Regions from separate parts of the Hordeum vulgare genome. Here region 1 is linked to region 2. The links are chromatin contacts, called in public Hi-C maps. All regions are on one chromosome and are shown on one strand. Each heading gives the region's core, a stretch centred on a gene start, on an enhancer-like site or on the middle of the called end of the contact. The rest is flanking DNA. Distances are from core to core; before and after follow the strand shown. Region 1 holds the start of LOC123435523. Region 2 holds the start of LOC123435443 (GDP-mannose transporter GONST3-like).

The links. Hi-C and Micro-C count contacts between places; a contact is called where the count stands out from the background.
Region 1: a Hi-C map of seedling shows a contact between it and region 2, with 3 times the contacts expected there. The contact joins the promoter of LOC123435523 here to the promoter of LOC123435443 in region 2. A contact is called at or near these places in 2 of 6 Hi-C or Micro-C datasets (leaf and seedling).

Annotation. Positions count from the first base shown.
Region 1 is chr1H:347,881,964-347,888,968 of MorexV3_pseudomolecules_assembly, reverse strand. LOC123435523 reads left to right here and starts at 2,687. Exons shown (of 8, transcript XM_045115577.1): 1 at 2,687-2,980; 2 at 4,130-4,295; 3 at 4,915-5,757; 4 at 5,996-6,238; 5 at 6,339-6,353; 6 at 6,441-6,581; 7 at 6,704-6,751; 8 at 6,862-7,005. The coding sequence starts at 4,211. The coding sequence ends at 6,929.
Region 2 is chr1H:346,994,057-347,001,830 of MorexV3_pseudomolecules_assembly, reverse strand. It overlaps LOC123435443 (GDP-mannose transporter GONST3-like), which reads right to left and starts at 6,322. Exons shown (of 2, transcript XM_045115572.1): 1 at 6,048-6,322; 2 at 2,957-4,467. The coding sequence starts at 4,467. The coding sequence ends at 3,361. It overlaps TRNAH-GUG (a tRNA gene), which reads right to left and starts at 6,435; the gene lies at 6,364-6,435.

The sequences.
Region 1 (7,005 bases), core at 1,438-3,937, 890 kb before region 2:
TTATTTTCTATGAAGCACCTACTCCCAATCACGCACACATAAGTAATTCCACGTAAGTAATTCATGAAAAACATGCATTGAAGATCACTAATATGTAATAATGGTTAAAGATTAACAAAGCCACCATACACAGTTCATTATCCATGGAAAGCTGTTAAGAAATAAACAATTTCAAACAGAACAGACTATGAGTAGGAACATATATTTGACATAAATGGATAAACATGTTATAAAAGCAATACAAACACAAATTAAGGGTGCGTAACTATAGAAAAAAGAAACATAATGTATAAGATAACAATATCCTCCGTGTTATGAAACGTATAGAAGTTCAAACTTAACTGAGAGGTATCATTTATTCCATGTCGACGATATATTAAAACACATCAGAAAGAGAATACAAGAACCAAGCAAGAATATTTTTTCAATTGCCCCACCCGATAAACCCACTTGTGCAACACTTTCCGATCTCCATTGAGATGCCTTCATCAAGATTATGTTCTCTGCTTTGTCTTTATGCAGAGTCATTACTAAAAAGGTTCAATGATCATCACACCAGATTAGAGATAAATATTACTCCCTCCATAAAGAATTATAAGAGCATATAGATCACTACAGTGGGCAGTCACCTAGCTAGATTATTAGCTTATCATATTTCAACACAAGCTCCACATAATCACATGTTGTGTTCACATATTGATAATTAAACATGACTTTGTGATGGCCAGCAACAACAGAATCAACATAGCCATCACAATATTGCAGTCTTCACAGCTTAAATATTTGGGTGCCATTGTTTTAAATGTCCATATTTTACATTCTACTACAGCTAAAATGAGACCATCCCGCTTCGTCATCGAGTTTTTTTTGGAACAAGCAACAATGTTTTGCTTCATGATTTTTGTATGAACCAGAAGGCATCTGGCACTTAAGGAAGGGTCTACTTGAGCTACCTAAGGCTCCATGCAATCCTAAAACCCTTCAACTTTTTTAAAACTAAATCCTTGGAAAGTTGAAATCGGAAGTAAAGAAACTAAGAATAGAGGAAAAAAACTAATCAGAAAAAGAGAACGTTCAAGAGTCAATAGTACAATAAAATAGGCATGGAGGTTTGAGAACACCTCAACTCTGCACCATCGAGAAGAATACAAAGATCTTCTTGTCCAGGAAGCTCGTCCTCTTCCACCATCACTTGCTCGCTAGATAAAGCAAATTAATCCAGCAAGTTTTTTGAACTGAAAAACGTATTCCACTTAAACTTGGTGCACATGTAAATCGTTGCTCAGCAAAATTGAAACAAAGTAAGCGGCTTGAAATGCCAGAGACACTAAGATCAGGCCCAACATGAAACTTCTCGATTCTCGGTAAAGGACCTCCAGTTCAGCAGCATCATAATCCCTTCCCTCAAGAGGATGGATCTTAGGAGTTGTTCGGTAACCCTCGAGCTCCATGAAATCTGAGAATCTGCGGAGTATCTCTTGTCCAGCTCTGCAATTTTTACCTCCTGCTCCTCCAACTCCGGGACTGCAGATGCGGAGTGGAGGACATCCGAATAGGCCTTTAGTCGAATAGCCAGACTCAAAAATCATATACAACAAAGTAGCAGCAGCAGACCATCAGCGGCAAGAACACGGTGACAAGCTGTCAAGAACACAACATCAAGCACCCACACAACACACATAAGCAACAAGCTGGGCGAGAGGAACGAGTGCAGTTACCTTGCCAGCGACGGGATTCCTACCGGCGGAGAGGAGGTGACTCGCGGTGGCAATGGAGGCGACGGGATTCCTTTGTACATGAACCATGATGCAACACAACCTTTTTGTCTTTATATTTTATCCGTTCTAAAATAAATGTCTCAGTTTTAATACAACTTTGTACTAAAAGCGAACCAACCCTATGGTTGGATGGTTGGAGGGAGTGTGGTATTCCTAGCCTACGAGAGGATTTTCCTGATGCTTTCAAGATGATATGCCACCTCAATCTTTGAAGATTCTCATAAGGATAGGGTTACACGTGCGTGCGTTCATAGGGATGAGTGTATGAGCATGCATATGAGCTTTTACGTTTGTACTATGTTACAAACAAAACCTTATAGTAAAACTAGTACTTTGTCCGTCCGAAGATATTGTAGGAGAAATGAATAACAATTGATGTATCTAGATGTATTTTATTTCTAGTTTTTTTTTTGGAAAAGGACGTTAAACCTCCGGTCTCTGCATCAATTGATGCATGAATTATTATTCATTTTTGTGATAAGTAATTCCGAACGAAAGGAGTATAAAGTTAAACCATTTATTTTAAAACAAAGGGAGTATAAAAATATGGAAAACCTTTTGTTTTGAGGATTCTTTTATTGGTCTTTTGAGTTAATCGAAAGAGTTCACTCCCTGCAAATTATTATTTTTTGAAAGAGTTCACGAGAGACCGAGCAATCTAAGCTCCACTTCGCTGCGGTATAAAAAATAATCGTACAGTATGCAGCATACGCATTTTTTTCCTTCTTTTGATTTTTTTTAGAACAACATTTTTTTATGGGGGTGTGCAGCACACATGGCCCAGCCCAAGCCCAACGTACTGCAAGTCGGCCCACGTATCGGCGGCAGGCAGTGAGCCCGTGACGCGCGTATTCGGCCTCTCTCGCTCGCTCTCCTTCTCTCCTCTCCTCCACCGCACCGTGTAGGCGTGTACACACACTGACACAAGAGACAGCCGCATCCCCTCACTCCACCACCTCACCTGCTGCTGCTGCTGCTGCTCGCCAACCCTAATCCCCCCCAGCTCGGCGCACTAGCGCTCACCCCATCCCACCCCACTGAACGTCTGCACCGCGCTCGCGGCCGGCGGCAAGCTCGGCGGCGGGGCGGACTCGCGCACGCCGTCTCTCGGCTCCCGCTCCCGCCCCCCGGCGGTGGGCCCGGCGTTGAGGGGGAAGCCGGATCGGCACGCTTCAGATCCAGTGACGCCCAAGGGAACCGAGGTGAGGCGCTCGCTATATTGTTCAGGACGATGTGCTCTCCGTGTAGTTTAATGCCTGGTCACCCGCACAGCAAATCTGCGCATGGCATTTACTTAGCACTTCCTTTTCTTTCTTTGCTGGAATGAGGGAGTAGAGGTAGGGGGAGTAACTTTTCTTGCTCTAAATCTGTGTAGCGATTAAATGCAGTCGAATTAGTGCTGTTCCCAAGATTGGTGGAGCTAGGCAGCTAGCTGTACTCATGCTGGTCGGTTCTTCTAATCCAACTGCAAACAAATGTTTCCATATTGTGTAGCTCAAGCAAATGTGTGCTGTCTGCTTATGATTCTATGTGTTGCTGAATGCTCGGAGGTTCCTTGTGCAATCGGTTGGCAGTCCTGCACGTAGATAGATGTTCTCCGAATTTCATAGCAACAGGCAATTGATATGTTTTTGGAGGTCGATCCTGTGCGAGGATAAGAACACGCTATTTAATAGAAATGGTTTGTTTCTATGCGGTACTGGGACTGAAGGTTGTTTCCTCATACTACCTTTTGCATCCTTTGTCAAGTGAGTTGGGATTTCATGGTTAGGCGGCATCGTAGCTTCCTAGTCAAGTCCTTTTGCTTGTAGAGTTACCTCATGATATCTGGCAGACGCTTGCATCTGTTGTTCATATAAAAGGAACAACACTTACCTTTTTTGTGCAGAGAAGCAATATTTTTTCGCTGTGTGGTTGTCACTTCTCTGTGAAACCACAACCATGTACTCCATAACTACCCTCTGTTGTTAGCATTATACATGTAGTCAAAGTCTGTAGCTCCCCCCCCCTCGCTCGCGCGCACAAAGGAAAATGTCTCCAGTGGACCAGAATGTTCTTTGTAAAAAACCAATTGCTAAGGGCGGTTTAATTGCAGAACAACTTCCAACTCAGTTTCCCTGCATACTTTTAGTTGCGTCAGTTGGAATCGTACCTGAAAATTAGATGGAAATATTTATTTATCTTAATAACATATTATAAATTGATAACGTTATGCACCTTCGCCTGTTCAGTTAGGAAATGTTTTTGAGTGAATTGATCTATATGTGGATAATTCTTAGGAGAAGTACTTAACTATATGCTGCATGTGACTAAAATTTTAATTATTCATTTTGCTTTCCATCTGTCTGCAGTTTTTTTTATTCCATTTGTTTGGTGCGGGTGCTACTGCCTCCAATGATCCTGCGAGTTCCAGTCGTAAACTTGTGCGGGGAATGAGGACCTTGTGTGCACAGTCTTATGCATGCATTGACATCTTCAGGTTAAAAATGGAGAGGGGCTCTGGTTCTTGTTTTCAGGGTGAGCCGTTTTCTTCTACACACAAGTTTTTTATGCATATAATAATTAGACAGTATATTTGATTTGGGTAAAACTTTAGGCTTCTCATAAGCCGGCAGAAACTGAAGGGGGCGGGGAATCTCACATGATTTTAGAAGATTATTTGAACCTTCGGTTCTTAATATACGGAAGCTTCTTAAAGATACATTTACTTCTGCTGCATACGAATGTCTAATCTAGGCTGTCACCATGTCGTTATTAATTCCCACCATATATGAGATGGTATAAGCATTAATCAATTTATTTTTAAAATACTTACATGTCAGCATTATTTTCCATGTGAAATAAATAAATAAATATTGGTTTGACTTTCCTCGAAAACAAGCACATTGTATAGGTCTAATGTTTTGTTCTACATTATAAAAGTCCAAAATACATGATAGTTACAAGGTGATGACTATTCCTATAGTCCAATACAAGTGCAGCTATGATTCTAAGGATGTTAGGAAACTAACTGAAAATTTAAAAATTACATGCACATTACATTTTAGCTAGACATCCATATGTAAAAGTGCTTTGTGTTTTTTTTTTGTGACCACTATCTTTGATGAGCTATGCTAAAAGTAAGATTTTATTGCAGGTATAGTGTATCATCGGGTTGTATTGGTATTGATATGGCTTTGTGGCTGTCAGCATGTTCTGTCTCAGCAAACAACACTTGAACCAAAAGATAAATTTCTTCTGTCTGACCCACCTATTGGTCTCTATGATCCGATAGAGATTTCGCCATCTGTTCTCCCACACAATACCAACCCAGTTGAGCCACTGTCACCAATGTATCCAAACTACACATCCTATGATCCGGTTTTGACCGGAAAATGCCATGTGAACTTTTCTGAGCTCTCTTTTATTATGGACAAGACAGCGTCTGATTGTTCTGTACCGTTAGCACCACTAGTTGCCGATGTTATATGTTGTCCCCAAGTTAGTAGCTTGATGAACATTTTCCAAGCTGCATATGGTGGTGGAAACAATACGCTTGTTCTCAATCAAGCTTCAGCAAATGCTTGTTTCTCTGACATCATGAGCATACTTGCAAGTAAAGGGGCAAACACCAATATCCCTGAGTTGTGTACTCTGAGGCCATCAAATCTTACTGATGCTTCTTGTCCCGTGAAGGATATTAGCTCGTTTGAGAAAATGGTTAATGTAAGCAAACTCCTGGATGCATGCAGCAGTGTTGACCCACTGAAAGAGTGTTGTAGGCCAGTTTGCCAACCTGCAATAGTGGAAGCAGCGGTTCATATATCCTCAGGAGGGGCAAGCATGTTCGGAAGTTCTACTAGCATACCTGGGAGTGCGGCTGGTATTAATGCTGTTAGTGACTGTAAAGGGGTTGTTCACTCCTACTTATCTATGAAACTTTCATCAGAAGTGGCAAACACTGCTTTCAGAGTATTATCTGGCTGCAAGGTGAACAAAGGTATGCGATTTTTGCTAGCTTGGGTTAGTACATTGATATATTTTTCTGATGCCTGTGATACCAAGATTCCACAAAGATTGTCATACTTAAATTACAGGTGCCTTTTTTCTGTTCTTCCAATCTTATCCTCGTTTCATCATTGCTGGTTCATCATTGCTGGTTCATCAGTGCTGTCAGTGTCATCATAATAATGCACGGCATCAAGTGTAAATTCTGAATCCTGTTCTGAATTATGTAGTCTGTCCACTGGAGTTCGACGATCCTTCTTCAGTCGCTAAGGCATGTGGCAAGGCATCTTCAAGGCCCTCATGCTGTGCAGCGTTGCAATCTTACATCGCAACTAGACAGAAGCAAATCTTTGTCACAAATTTGCAAGCAATTAACTGTGCAACCATGTTTGGATCAATGCTACAGAAAGCTGGTGTGGGGAATGATATTTATGGGCTGTGTGATATTGACCTGAAAGATTTTAGCTTGCAAGGTATGCACAAAGATATTAGTTCTCTTTAATATTTGCTTCATATCGGAATACAAAATAACATTGTCTATTTTCCATGGCACCATTTGTCAAATTGGAGCAGCTTTTGGGCAGCAAGGTTAGTTCTATTCGATCAACTTTATCTGGTTCATCATAGTTATGTACTCGTGTGGTTCTGTGCTAAATTCAGTATTTCATTCTGTAGGTTGTCTACTTCGGAGCTTACCTACGGACATTGTATTCGACAACGTTACGGGTATTAGCTTTACATGTGATTTGAGTGATAATATTGCAGCACCATGGCCATCATCATCGTCTCTCCAGTCATTGTCGTTGTGTGCTCCAGGTGAGAGGGAACTCATGTGATTTCACTAATATATTTTGAAACGCACGCAGCACTAAGAAATGAGAGAACTTCCCTTCCAACTGTGCATGTATTCACAATAGCTTTTGTTATTTCGGTTTCAGAAATGTCATTGCCTGCATTACCGGTGTCACCATTATCAGGAAGCTCTGGTACTTCAACATTCTCTCGCTCGCTAGTACAACTGCGGGTCCATTGATTTGCTATTGTTTCCAAAGAGACCTTGCTAACAGATTGAAAATTATGTTTGCCACGACAGCAGGTATCTCCAGAACTGGAATCGGGATCCTGCTGCCTGTTGTGCTCCTCACCACGGCCATCTCCATCTGAGAAAAGCACGTCATGTACCGAGCCAGGAGCATCGTAATTTTCCCCGCTGTGCAGGCCCCGCCTTGTAAATTATGTC
Region 2 (7,774 bases), core at 5,073-7,572:
CAAGATCCATCAGGACATCAAGTCCCAGGTGTTGGTTGACTCTGTCGTTGAGTGGACAAAGGCCGTGCTCCCGAGGCAGCCCATTGACTACACGAATTGGACCATGTATTTCAATAGGTCTAAGATGTTGGCCGACCTAGGTGCTGGTGTCGTCCTCGTCTCACCAACTAGTGATATGATGAAATATGTGTTGTGGATGATGTATATGGACTCGAACAACGTTGTAGAACACGAGGCCCTCCTACACGGTCTTTAGATGGTCGTATCCATGGGGATTAATATGTCTCAAACCTATATCTAACTTTTCATTGTTTCATGCCTTTATATTTTCACTTAGATACTTTTCATGGTAATTTATATTATTTTTCTCTACTAACCTATTAATTCAGTGCCTAGAGCTGGTTGTCCTTTCTGCACCTTTTTGGTTTTACAGAAAATCGATATCTTCGGATCTCAAAATCCCCCGAATATTTTTGACGGGTTTTTAGGAGGAATAAAAATTCAAAAAGCACTGAAAGTTGTCGAGGGGGCATCCAGGGGCCCCACGCGACCAGGTTACACAGCGAGGAGGGGACCGTGTGGTGGGCCCATTTGGTGCCCGCCTGCACCGCCTTTCGCCCATCGTCGACCTATAAATCATATATTTCTTGAAACCCTTTGTACCATTTCCTCAAAAGAAAATTCGCCACTGCAAGTTCATGTTCCCGGGGATCCAATTTGGAAGCAAGTTCTGACATGTTGTTAGAGTGGGAATCCATCATTGGAGACATCTTCATCAACCTTGTTGCCACCATGTCCATGTGTGAGTAGTTCCCTTAGGACTTTGAGTCCATAGCAGTAGCTAGATGGCATCATCTCTCCTTTATGCCTCAATACAAAGTTCCAGTGAGTTGTCTCACATGATCGAGATCGATATACGATGTACCTGGTGTTGTGTTTGTTCGGATATGATGAATTGTCACTTTATAATTAGATCCATTCGTGAATATTATCAGGTTATATATGAGTTTTTGCTGCATAATTAAGTAGTTGTATATGCTCTTCGATCTATGTGTTGTTCTTTGGCCAAGTTTGATGCTTAGATCCTCAAAGGGACTTGTGTATGATAGTGGGTTCAATCTTGCATTCTTCTATATCCAAGTGGTAGAGGGACAACACATGTATTGCATGATTGCTACTAAGGATAATATGATGGTTTTTTTATCACACCTCGATGATAGTTGTACTGTCTACATTATGTTATAATGCTTATTGCAATGATGTGCTTGTTATGAACTCAATACCTCAAGATGCATGCTCGATGGCGATCTTTGGGTGGTGTATTAATTGTAGATGCAGTCGAATTAACAGTATATGTATCATAGACCTAATGCCTATGTTTAAGTGCGGCATGAACAATCATACTCATAAATATTGCAATTTAGTCGATGCCTAAATGTAATTTGTTCACCACAACACATCTATCTTGCTTGTAGAGATGCCTTCACTAATGCTATGACCCCATGTCTATTTTCCTATCATTGCAATCAACCACTATTAGTTTGTTTCCGTGTTGTACTATTTATTAGTTGCATCTATTTATCAATTCCTACCATACCGTACAATTTACCCTTGTAACTAACAAGATAAGAAGACTGACAACCTACTGGAATCATTGGGGACAAGTCTATTTTGTGTGTTATGTGCAGGTACTCATCATTATTCGTTGTAGTGATAATTCCTACTAGTTCGATAAACCTTTGTTATCAATCGAGGTAAATACTTATTACTAGGTTACATCACCCTTACACCCTGGGGGGGTTTACCCAACCACTCCTACGAGAGACTAATCAGGATCCAACGGCTCAAGGTCCGAGGTGATTCTAATCTCGCGATCTCCAGACGAACGACAACTTTGATGCCAAGGACCCAAGGATGTCAGCATGCAGGTGTTGGCTCGTTTCGATAACCTGGAGTTCCATCACATTTAGTGCAACAACAACCAGGTTATCGATGTACTGACCAAGATGGGCGCACGGTGTGACCCTGTTCCCAAAAACACCTTCCCCGAGTGGCTTTTCAAGTCATCCATCAAGCTACAGATTAGACAGGATCCGACTTCCGAGCCCGACAACATGGCGACCAGGGACTCGGACCCCGGTGATGGGTCAGGGGGCTCGGAAGTGGACGTCAATTCCTTGGCCCATGAGATTATGGCGGTTAACCCAACCTAGATCGAACTCATCCTGGCCTATCTTGTGCGTGGGGAGTTTGCTCTTTCTCAATGATGCTTGCTCTCAACTGTAGTATATATTTGTTTGCTCTTTCTCAATGATGTTTGCTCTCAATTGTAGTATGTATAGGTGACTACTTTTTATACTCAGTTGATGTTTGTAGCTCAACCTTGCTGAGGGGATGTTCCAGAGTAAAGGGAAGAAAGGGGAGAAGAGGGAGATAGGGAAGACATTCACTTTGCATCATTGTTGGTCGAGCTTGAGAATGACGAGAAATGGAGAAACCGGAAAATATTTGCAATTCCAAACAAGAGAAGAGCTCGGTTGAGCATGATGATGATACATCAAGTGGGGCGGAAGGGAAAAGAAGTTGTACTCCCAACTTGGTGGCTAAGTCGAAAAGGCACGATGGAAAGGAAAAAAGGGACAAGGGAACAAAGGCCAGAGACAAGATAGATGATTATGAAGCCGTGTGGACCATGTTGCCTCGTGCCACATGTGTGGGCGTTATCATTTAGGATGATTTTTTATCTCACATCTTAACGTAAATCGAAAATTCACACACATGCAAGTACATCCTATTCTATGTGTGTATTTTTTGGAATTTCTTGAAACTTTATAAACTGAATTTTTTTAAAGGGGCTCCATGGAGCCCGAGCCCGAGCTCCTATAGCAATTTATGAATGTTTAACCCTTAAATGTATTATTCAAAGGTTACTTTTCCATAATTGTGGTAAGTTATCTCAAAATGAACCAAAAACAGCATTGCATGCGGTGATGGCTCGCCAGAAAGGTAGCCCAATACAGTACGAACATACAATATGTGCACACAAGGTGCCACCTGCTACTGCTAAAACTAAAGAAAAGAAAGAGAAATGACAAATAACTAAATAAGAGAAGGGCTACTGTATACAATCAGCATTCAGGGGTTAGGCCCTACAGCTCAGCAATTCTCTCTTAAAAACGAAACGATAAACAATAACAAAAGAATCGTAGAATGATACTCATGTTACTCTGCATTTCCTAATGCTTCAGCATTGCAAGGTTCTAATGTCAACTATGCCCTGTAGCCAAACATTTCTTTCCAACGGTCCACGGAAGCTGTTGCCGGAAGTGAAGTAACAATAACAAACTTCAGCGATGAGGCTTATGACGAATGCTCTTCAGTTGAACTGATCTCACACCCTTGCTGCATCTCAAGCAACTTCTGTTCTTCCTCGTCATTCTCTTTCTTCGGCTCAACACTTGGTGCCTTGGTCTTTGTGGTGGATTGCTGGTACAGAACGCCACCAGACATGCAGATCAGCAGCCCAATTGTTCCCACAAGGGATGAATGCTTATCCCAGATAAGCAGATTGATCACCACAGTGAGGAGCTTGTTTACTATACCAAGGACCGTAAATCCAGTAGCTGAGATAGCCCGTCTGCAAGAGAACCCAAAGAAAGATATTGCTAAGCCAAAAATGCACGACAAAGCAACCGGAAGAATCACGTCGAATGACAGCCAGTTTGTCATCTTAGAGCTGTCGACCTTCATCTGATTGAACTCTCCCATTATAAAGAGCTCAATGGGGAACAGCATCAAAGCCTCAAGATTGTTGTAGAGCACAAGGCCCCATGTATTCAGGCCAATTGTCATGACAACGTGCTTGATGTATACGAAATCAATGGACATACTTGCTAGGTAGGCCACTGCCCAGCTATAAGCAGTCACAGTGAACTGGTTGTCTGTGAAAACGTAGATCACACTTCCACCGAGTATGGTGGATAGTGAAAGCCATGTCTTGAATGACGGCCATGGTTGGTGAAGGTACAATGTCTCTCCAATGGCCACAAATATCGGCACAGCAGAGCGAAAGACAATGAAAGTGTCCACATTGGCATGCAGCAAGAGTTCGCTGTTTGTGAAGATGGAGATGTAAAACATCACAGCAGCAGGTAAGAACTTCCACATGGTTGTGAAATTAAGGCCATCATGCTCAATAAGCTTTGCTTGTCCACATAGGAGAACTCCAACAACACTAGTCAAGTACTGTAGAGCTGTCAATGCCCCAGGGTACGGGAATTTCATGATTGCCCATTTGTTGATAATGGAGAGCAAAGATGCTGACAGGCAATAACCAACAGCCAAGCCATACACTGAAGCTTGCTGGACAAGAGTGCTCAATATGCTACTCCATGCTCCAGTTTTTTGGAGAGCACTCGAACCATTGGCTGACGAACCTTCTTTCGAGGGCTCCGAGGGATCAGACATCTGCAGCATCCAAAATTATATTATAAGTGCTCGGAACAAATAAATGAACTTCTAAAATACACGATGAATCCTACTCATCTTATTGGAATACGCAATCAGGAGCCCACAGTAACATATGACATAAACAAAACTCTCAGTTCAAAATTCTACACACATGATATTTGAGGAGTGTTGAAAAACTGATGAGAAAAATATGAGCTACCAACATTTGGAATGTGCCGAGCAAGATAACAAAACTGACAAAATACTACAGGGAATTACAACATTGTTTCCGTATTAATCCCTCTAGTGAAAGAGCAGCACTTTGTGATGTTAAAAGAAACAATTAAGCATTGTATGATCACATAACTCAAGTATCCTACATCCACAGGGGTAACGGAGCATACACATAGCATGCAAGAGAAACTGAGAAACCATAGTTAAGTTCAAAAGTACCAGTTGAAGAGTTTATCGTTATCTGTAGCGACCCAGATTCTCAGAAGTAGTGACTATGCAACAACAAATGCAAGTTCAGGGATCCAAAATTTCAAACGGTGGCACCTATAAACATGCAGCATGCTTAATTAGCACAGACGAAATGCTACAAATTTGGTAGAAAGCTACGCATCCCTATTCCCTAACGTTTCCGCACTCGAGCAAATCAAAATCCACTCGCCAAGGTAATACAGAGTATGAGCAGAGGGTAGACAGCGCCTCCCGCAATCACTCACTCTAATCGAAGCTGAGAAGAAGCTAGGCGACATAAATGACGAAATGCACCCCAGAGCCGCCCCCAAACCCTAGATCAAACCCGAAGAAGAATCGAAGCGTATACCTGGACTGCTTTCTGCGGGCCGGGATTTGGAATTGGAGCGAAATCTCCGGGTGGGAGGCGTCGAGGGCTCGTGATCCTCACCGGGATCAAATCGATGATTTCCTTCAATTTTTGTTGGGGTCTCCAATGATGGTGGCTGTATATAATCATTACGAAGCTCGCCTATGGCATGAAGAGCCTTTCTAAAATAGATGCTAGTTGTGCCATATGATCTACAAAAATTGGCTGACACCACCCTATTCCGAAGGTTATGCCCAACTGTATGCAAAAACATTGCTAATTGTTGCTCGACGCTAACATGTGGACTATCTTCTAGCAACTTGCAGTCCCTCATTATAGCACACAAATTGAAAAACGCAGCTCTTTCAAACCTTAGCATGTTTTTACATAAGACATCGCTTTGCCAAAATTTTTGGTTTAGATAATCGTATCTGATTCGATCTCTTTCGTGCATTGGGCCATAGGTAATACGTGGTCTTCTCTTCTTTATTATAGCCCGAACAGCGACTGCCATTGCAGCTAGTGCTACAAAAACAGCAGCTCCCCTAGCCATCCTTTTTCTTTTGTTCATCTTGTTGGCCATCTACAAATGATGCATCCTATCAACAATATGAGTACCAAATCTGAATAACCATGGATCAGATCTAGGTAATACACACCATCACTTATTGAGAAAAAACATGGGAAATCATGGATCTACACAGCAGCAAATATATAAGAAACATGGATTTACACAGCAGCAGAAAACGTGGGGGCCTGGATATACCTTGCTGCGCCTGTGCCTGGAACCCGCCGCGCCTGTGCCTGTGCCTGGTCGTCCCTCCTTCCTCTCCCGCCGCGCCTCTGCCTGGTCGTCGCCCGCTGCCAGGTAGCCGCCACCCGCAGCTAGGTATGGAAGCCCATGCCGGAGGGGAGAGGGTGCGGGAGGTGGGCGCCGGGGAGGAGAGGCTGCGGGAGGGTGGCGGCGCGGAGGAAAGGCTGCGGGGGGTGGCGGCGCGGGGCTGAGACAGGGGAGAGCGAGTTTCTCAAAATAAAAAAATTAATCTGCTAACTGAAGGAAAAGACTAAAGAAAAAATGGAAGTGTGGCTGCTGGGATTCGAGCCCAGGTCTCCACGGCCACAACGTGGAATTCTCACCACTAAACTACAGCCACCTTGATGTTTGGATGTCATGTATTCCTAACATAACAGAACCTCCGTAAGAGAATATACATGTATTTATTTACATACTGTACATCATAACAGCAGGGAACTCAGTATAAAGAATCTGGATCATTTGGGAGCTCAATCTCTGCTACTGTAAACGCGATGACAAAAGCTACTACTACGTCCTCAAAACGTAGTACATGAGTAAAGTGAAGGAAGCATAATATCATGAATGTCTTCGTGCTTTATCTTAGCGCCAAACGCTGCATTCTTTGCGATTCATGTGGCCGCTCGCCGTCCAGTTTGCTCTTGCGCCATGCCGATGTGCCGCCATTGGCCTGTTGGTTGTTACCCGCCTGCCTTGGCCGGCGGCCACTCACGCCCGACCATGCGCAACCGCGAGTTCACTTCACTGTCGTCTGATCTTTTTGGTGTTTCACATTCACAAATATGTATATAATTCAAGCATCCCCAATTTTCAATCTACATAGTATGTTATTGTTAAGGATCTAATGCATAAATTTTTAATTCTATGTGTTCTCTTTTTTCTTTTCATAATTTTAGGTTACAATGTTTCCTAAGAAGTACTTGCCTGGTTTTGAACAAAAGAGAAAAAGAAAACAATGTGATCTCTCAATTAAACCACCGTAGGGGCTTTTACTTATTTTTGAAGCGCCAAAGCATTATTGTGGCCGATCAAGTCATTAGAAATTGGTTCTTATTTGAGGTAATCATACCTATTTTATTTTGCTATATTTCTAGTCTTCTCGTTGTAATATGACATTCCCCAATAATTACTATTAGAAATCTAGAGCTAAGGGTGTATGGTTGTTGAAAGTTTACTCTTAAGGTCTTGTAAATGAGTTGGACATACTCCCTTCGTCCCAAAATAATATGTATGTTCATATAGAGCACACAGATACATTTTATTTTGAGTAGACACACACATATATATAGTCTTAGGGGCCTATGTCACCGAGTTTGTCCTAGGGCCTTCCCAAACATAGGACCGGCCCTGCAAATGCCATCCAAATATAGACAAGACACATTATAAGCTCGTTCTGACGCTCATGGAGCTGTTACGCTCGGTGTTCCTTCAACAAAATTCAGGTCCTCCAGGACATGTCGGTCACTCAACATGAGTTTTTTTTTGCAGAGAACCGAGCTAACTAGGCTGTCACAGGTCTAGATGAATATCGATACTATATTACAATTGCGATATAGGCTAATAACATTGAAAACCAAGCAACAAATGATGTCCATCGCTTGCTCTGAAGATAAAAATGGCTCAACTACAACCATCCGGTGATGCTTTTGCATCTGCTTCGTCCCACTTATTAGGGTCTC